Regions from separate parts of the Sus scrofa genome. Here region 1 is linked to region 2. A link is a contact called in public HiChIP or PLAC-seq data. All regions are on one chromosome and are shown on one strand. Each heading gives the region's core, a stretch centred on a gene start, on an enhancer-like site or on the middle of the called end of the contact. The rest is flanking DNA. Distances are from core to core; before and after follow the strand shown. Region 1 overlaps PPP2R5E (protein phosphatase 2 regulatory subunit B'epsilon). Region 2 overlaps SYNE2 (nesprin-2).

Evidence for each region. HiChIP or PLAC-seq counts read pairs in DNA pulled down with a chosen protein or histone mark.
Region 1: an H3K27ac HiChIP or PLAC-seq map of alveolar macrophages shows a contact between it and region 2. The contact joins two enhancer-like sites. A contact is called at or near these places in 1 of 47 Hi-C or Micro-C datasets (embryonic fibroblasts) and 1 of 2 datasets of contacts at active chromatin or transcription factors (alveolar macrophages).

Annotation. Positions count from the first base shown.
Region 1 is chr1:194,641,045-194,644,519 of Sscrofa11.1, reverse strand. PPP2R5E (protein phosphatase 2 regulatory subunit B'epsilon) reads right to left here. Exons shown (of 14, transcript NM_001244062.1): 11 at 2,971-3,090. Among named protein-coding and RNA genes, the nearest start is that of GPHB5, 94 kb to the left of the region's middle. Within about 2 kb of position 2,124, at least 4 of the 83 cell types and tissues checked have an H3K27ac peak or open chromatin away from gene starts, as enhancers often do. A contact at or near this core is called in alveolar macrophages, where this site is marked.
Region 2 is chr1:194,311,386-194,314,911 of Sscrofa11.1, reverse strand. All of the region lies in intron 2 of SYNE2 (nesprin-2), which reads left to right. Among named protein-coding and RNA genes, the nearest start is that of SGPP1, 39 kb to the left of the region's middle. Within about 2 kb of position 2,076, at least 3 of the 83 cell types and tissues checked have an H3K27ac peak or open chromatin away from gene starts, as enhancers often do. A contact at or near this core is called in alveolar macrophages, where this site is marked.

The DNA.
Region 1 (3,475 bases), core at 875-3,374, 330 kb before region 2:
TGGGGAGACTGAGGCTCAGGAAATTAGTCACTTGATTACCAAGTGGCAAGACCCACTCCCTGCTCATAACCTCTGCATTTTATTATCCCTACAAAGCTCATGTACTGGTACAGAAAAAGGATCCCTAGTTCAATGCAAACTGTGATAGATGCTATACCAGAGAGAGAAACAGTACACCAGAGGAAAGAGCAGAAAGAACAATCCAGATGATCTGGGGAAAGGATGAACGGCAGAAATGTACCACAGGCAGTAGCACCTAAGCTGGGCTTTGAAGGATGAAGGAAAGAGCAAAAGGCATTCCAGGCTCAGGGAGTTACCGGAAAGGAGGGCAGGAGCGGCAACATGGACTTTGTGTCTAGAAACCACAAAGAAACATGGAAGAAAGAAGAAGCATTTGGTGTGGCTGAAGCTGGTGGAGCAAAGGCAAGAAAAGGGCCTGGGGAAGACCATGTATTATCTACTTATCAATATGTAAGGTCATGTACAGACGAAAGTCAGTATCCAGCAAAGCCCCTTAAAGAGGAAAGCCATTGTTTATGCAAAGTGAGAACTGGCACTTCTGACTGTAGGACCCGCTGTCCTTTACACACAGTGGCAGTGTCTCTAGCTCAGAGCCTTGCAACCGCAGGGCCACACCTACAAAAGCAGGTGGCTACAACAGGGTCACATTTGCTGGATGAACCAAAGAACACGTCATGGAATGAATAAAGAAACTCTTCGCTCCCCTTCCTTCTTTTGTTCTGTTTTACCTCTGTCAAATAATTTTAAAATTCTTTTTCCTCCTTGTATGGACTAAACTTCATCTTCACCCTCTGTCCCCACTCCCACCCCACCCCCTGCATAATCCATGTGTTGACACCCTAACCCCTGTGTGAGTGCACCTGGAGACAGGAGGTCATTAGGTTAAATGTGGTCATAGAAGAGGGTCCTAACCTGACTGGCAGGTTTGGTGGCCCTCTATGAAGAGAAAAGAGAGACGCCCTTCTCTCTCCTCCAGCAGCGAGGAATGAAGAGGCCACGTGAGGACCCGGGGGAAGGACCCAGGGAGAAGGTGTGCAAGCCAGAAAAGTGCCCTCACAGAGGCGGAGAGCACTGAAACTTGCACTGCAGGCTCCCAGCCTAGAGAACTATGAGAAATTAAGCAGTGTTGAAGCCACACAGGGTTTCCTTGTGGAAGCCTGATGTGGTCTAAATGTTTGTGTCTCCTTAAAACTCCTATGTTGGATCCTAACCTCCAGGGCCGAAAAAGTACCTTTGAATAGAGGCTCCTAAGTGCTCCCAGCCTCTCCCACCATGTGAGGACATAAGAGAAGTCTGGGACCCAGAAGAGAGCCCTCAGCCAGCCGTGCTGCCACCATACCACCACCGTTTCCAAATGGACCACCAGCCTCCAGAACTGGGGAAAAAACTGCTGTTGTTTGTAAGCTGCCTCATCTGTGGTATTTTGTTACAGTAGCCTTAAGACACAGCCCCAGCTATGTCAGACATTTCATCTCCTTTCTAAGCTTCTGAGCATCATTTAAGGCTCCCTGGCAATTCTCATTTTAAAAAAGAGTCCTGTTCTTTGCCCTCCATGACACCAAACATCCTAATAAAGACTGAAGAATTAGGTGAACAACCCAGCTATTTGAGCACCACAGGCCATGTGGAATATGTAAAACATCTACATAGTGTCCTGCATTTTTTAAGACCCATGCCTAAAGCGTATCATCTGAATGTAATGGTCATGTAACAGTTTCTACTCTTTTTTTTGGCTTTGTGATACAATTGCAAGGTTGTCTTAAGATCACTGACTTGACACACTAAGATGTCTTCAGGTTAAAAATGAAAACAATGACTACAGCCAGTGTCTCTATGCAAGATAATGACAGCTCAGGGAAAAGTCCAGCACATTAGCAATGGGGTTCTGTGCTGTCAACTCCAATCTGAGCAATCTCTTCAAATCCACAGGCTGTATGTACATAAAGAGGCAATTGTCCAGGTCTGAGATTTGGACCTTTGGTGGACAAAGTATAAAACCTAATGTGTGGACCCCAGGGCACCCTCTTCCCCCCAGTGTGGGTCCCTCAGCCCTGGTAAAACAGCCCCAACTGCAAAAAGAGTTGCTCAGGTTTGTTCCCCCAGAGTGGCCACAGGGAGGCAGTGTGGTGCCACAGGAAGGTCACCTGCTTTCAAAAGAAGCTGCACCTACTAACTCCCCACTTCCTGCTGACTGGGAACTTGAGCACATAATTCTCTCTAGAGAGGCAGGTAGGAGGATAATTACAAGTTTAGGAGTAAATCATGTAAAGCATCCAGCACAGTATAGAATATTATGTTCTCTTTTTCCACTTAAGCTTAGTTAGCATCTCTCTTACACATTAGAGGGGCCCTACCAGTCCACCTCTCATTCAGCTATTTTACTTGAGACAAGTTATGTTACCACTGTGAGCATCAGGGTTCACACCTATAAACATCATAATGCCTCCTTTCCAAGTGCTCAAGGGAATTCAAGTTAATGGATAGGGGCTGTCATGTAGCAGGTATTCAAGAGGAAGGTGGTTATTATCAAAAGTATTGTGATCATGTGAAAAAACAGCAAACAAAACCAGGTAGCTAGTGTCCACTACTTTTCTTTCAACACAAATAAAACTTTTTTTTTTTTTTTTTTTGTCTTTTCCAGGGCTGCTCCTGAAGCATATGGAGGTTCCCAGGATAGGGGTCTAATTGGAGCTATAGCGGCTGGCCACAGCCACAGCCACAGCCACGCGGGATCCGAGCTGCATCTGCAACCTACACCACAGCTCACAGCAATGCTGGATCCTCGACCTACTGAACAAGGCCAGGGATTGGACCCACAACCTCATGGTTCCTAGTCGGATTCGTTAACCACTGCGCCATTAGGGGAACTCCAACACAAATAAAACTTTACCAAAGTAATTAATGTATGTGGTAAAAGTCACTCTAGCTCATGTCCTCTTAATTACTAACCTGAAAATGGGGGCTAGAAACACACTTGGCAATTTGTTTAAACAAAGGTTCTTGGATTTTAACAAATTGCGATGGTTCAATCACATCCAGTATCTCCTCCAGCTCCCCAAGGAACATGACCTGGAAGCACATGCAAAAGACCAACCGTCAGGTACTGGATTGAAAAATCCATATGCACAATAAGGGTTAATGAGAGTTTTGAGCTATTTTAACGTAATGAAACTTTATACATAAAACCAAACATGAAGAGATCAGAATTTAACTTTTGTTAATGTTCATTTTGCAAGGAATTCACCAGAGGGCACTTGTTAAGAACAAATTCCCTACAGTATTGAAAATGTGATTCTATTTACTTTAGAAAAAATATCCTATGTGCCACATCTCTTACACCAGAACAAGGGGCACTTACACGCTGTAGCAGGGTCCCTGTGGGGCTCTCCACCCCCCATCACACTTCTAAAACAACGGGCAAGAGGCCTTCCTACATGATGTACAAGTACACAGA
Region 2 (3,526 bases), core at 827-3,326:
CAGTTAACCAACCCAACTAGTATCCATGAGGACTTGGGCTTGATCCTTGGCCTCGCTCAGTGGGTTAAGGATCTGGCGTTGCCGTGAGCTGTGGTATAGGTCGCAGACACAGCTCGGATCCAGCATTGCTGTGGCTGTAGTGTAGGCTGGCAACTGCAGCTCCAGTTTCACCCCTAGCCTGAGAACTTCCATATGCTGTGGGTACAGCCTGAAAAGACGAAAAAAAAAAAAAAAAAAAAAAAAAAAAAAAAAAAAACCAAAAACAAAAAAACCATGTTGTAAACAGCAAGACTGTGGGTCTAAGGCAACTTCAGTTTTACATGATAGTGTAGACACCAATGTACTTGCCTGTACTTGATTGTGATTATCCTTGACAGAGAATTTTTTTTTTTTTTTTGAGCTGAGCACATCTTGTTTTACAACATGATTATAAGATGTGAAGTTCTGGTCATTCATGGGGCTCTTACAACACAGTACAGTTATTAATGCTTTATATTTATCTGACATGCTGTGGGTAACACAGTCATTCAGTTGATGATCAAGTAGCACAAGAAGATTTCACCCTCATGACACAGTTTATGAAACTGAAGACGAGAAACTTTTAATCAATGAAATAGCACAATCTGGTAGGTAGGTTTAAATGATTGCATTAGTAGTAGCAATTAAAATGGCAGCAATAATAATATCCTTACTGTGAAAGACTTTCAGGTCCTGTGTTTTTCCTGTTACCTGAACGGCTTATGGAAAATTTTACTAAATAAAGACGAATTTACTTAACAAACATTTGCGGACTACCTGTCAAGATGCAAGGCGACATGTTAGGCACTGAGAATAACAAAGATTAATAATGTGACACGGCCAGTGTCTCCAAGAAGCTTTAACATAGGAGGAGGAACTTAACAGTATTTTAGATCAGGTGATATAGTAGCTTTCGAATGTGTGGCAAAGGCTAGACATTGTGTTCTCAGTTAACACACTGAAAAGAGCATCTAATACTTTTCCTTTATCATTAAAAAGCCTTCAGCATACATTCAGTAAATTAGTAAGCACTCCAACGAGGAGGGAATCCTCTGATTTCTTTCAGTGTGTTGTTTTTCATTTAAACAGCATCTTAGGAGTTCCCGTTGTGGCTCAGTGGTTAATGAATCTGACTAGGAACCATGAGGTTACGGATTTGATCCCTGGCCTTGCTCAGTGGGTTGAGGATCCAGCGTTGCTGTGAGCTGTAGTGTAGGTTGCAGATGAGGCTCGGATCCCATGTTGCTATGTCTCTGGTGTAGGCCAGCAGCTACAGCTCCAATTCAACCCCTAGCCTGGGACTCTCCATGTGCCAAGGGTGCGGCACTGAAAGGACAAAAGACAAAAATAAAATAAAAAATAAACAGCGTCTTAGTTCACTGGAGGCTTTAAGTGAATGCTTATTACAATATTTATTCCTCTTGATTAAGATGATAGCAGATGATTAATGAGTTCTTATTACAATTAAGATGAAGATTCCCACCTTTCTGATAAATAGGAACATCCAGGTGATAATTCTGAAACTTAAAGAAATGAAACTGCATAACATTTAGGCAATGATAATCTTTTGTAAATGTGTCTGATGCTAGAAAGTTGGTACGATTACAGCTATGAATTATTAGGAAGATCTTAGTTCAGTTAAAACAGCTGCATACATGCCTTTAAACTTACGGAACATTTGCTATGAACAGTACACACTTCTCAGCACCAATCTCCATTTTGTCTTTTAGTTTGATTACTATCATGAAAATGCCAGATAGGATGGACTAGTAATATTGATGGAAAAATAATTGCCAGTATAGGGATTGCATTATGGATCTTTGATAAGTTAAAATAGAAAAATCAGAGGAGTTGTTTTTAGTAAGTGATTTCACCTACTATCAAGTAGGCAGTAGTTTGAAGGAGATGGTTTAGAAGTAGGAATTTCTTCTCTTTTTTTTTGTCTTATTAGGGCCACACCCTTGGCATATGAAAGTTACCAGGCTAGGGGTTGAATCAGAGCTGCAGCTGTCGGCCTATACCACAGCAACGCCAGATCCAAGCCATGTCTGCTATCTACACCATGACTCATGGCAACACTGGATCCTTTAACCCACTGAGCAAGGCCAGAGATGGAACCCACATCCTCAGGGACACTAGTCAGATTCTTAATCTGCTGAGCCACAACAGAAACTTGAGGAGTAGGAATTGCTATGCCAACAATTATACCACTCTTCCATAGTCATGAAAACTAAAATATATTAACTTATTGAATTATAGAGACTGTCAGTGGCACACTTTCTTTAAGCAAAATTGTGAATGGTAGCCCAGTATATAAAACTAATAATAATGGAGCTATTCTAGAAGGGAGTGAGAAATTCTCCTTTACCTAGCAAAGGGAGAAAATAAGTAAGCTTCATCATGAAGTTATGATGAGGAGGATGACTCACAGCTGAAATAATTTGTGCTTGCCTGCTGTGACAGAGTACTTTGTCAGAACAGAGGACAGTCTTGCATTTTAGAACAAAACTCATGAGAAACTATATTTCCTACTAATTCCCAGAGAGCGAATCATTATTAATGGAAACATGTCTAAGTATGGTTAATATCTTCTGCTAATAATAGTCATATACATTGGTATATTTCATCTCAAGACCTCAAATTTTAAAGACTCAAAGAAAATAATTATAATTATTAAAATAAATTTTATTGGCATATACTTGACTTACAAATCATTATAATTTTTGGTTATGCATATTCCTGTTCTGGTAATGGTAATGTTCAAGTTTGGGCCGACCCTTTCACAGACAACAGTTCCCAACCCTAGATAAAATATAATTAATACTCACTTGGAAGCACTGGAAAGTAATCAAAAGCTGCTAGAAACTAGAGAGAAGTCATCCTTCTCAGAGAGGAAGGTCACTGGACTAGAGCTGCAATTTTACCTTATTTATTTATTTATTTATTTAGGCCGCATACATGGCAATATGGGCCAGGGATCAAACCTGTGCCACAGCAGCAACCCAGGCCATTGCAGTGACAACACGGGATCCTTTACCGCTGCAGCACGAGGGGACTCTCTGTTAATGGCTCTTCTCCTGGGGCATCTCTAGTCACTGCTGAATGGAGTGACTAAAACTCAAACAAACAAACCTAGTCTTTTTTTTTTTTTTTTTTTTTTTTGTCTTTTGCCATTTCTTGGGCTGCACCTGTGGCATATGGAGGTTCCCAGGCTACGGGTCTGATCAGAGCTGTAGCCGCCGGCCTACGCCAGAGCCACAGCAACATGGGATCCGAGTCGTGTCTGCAACCTACACCACCACTCACGGCAACGCCAGATCCTTAACCTGCTGAGCAAGGCCAGGGACTGAACTCGAAACCTCATCATTCCTAGTTGGATTCGTTAACCACTGTGCCACAATGGGAACTCCAAACAAACCTAGTCTTTTGGACTATCATGATGTTGAAAAGTAAAGGGAAAAATCCAGGAGATAACCACAAAGGAGGAGTGGTGAATTCTGCGTATGAA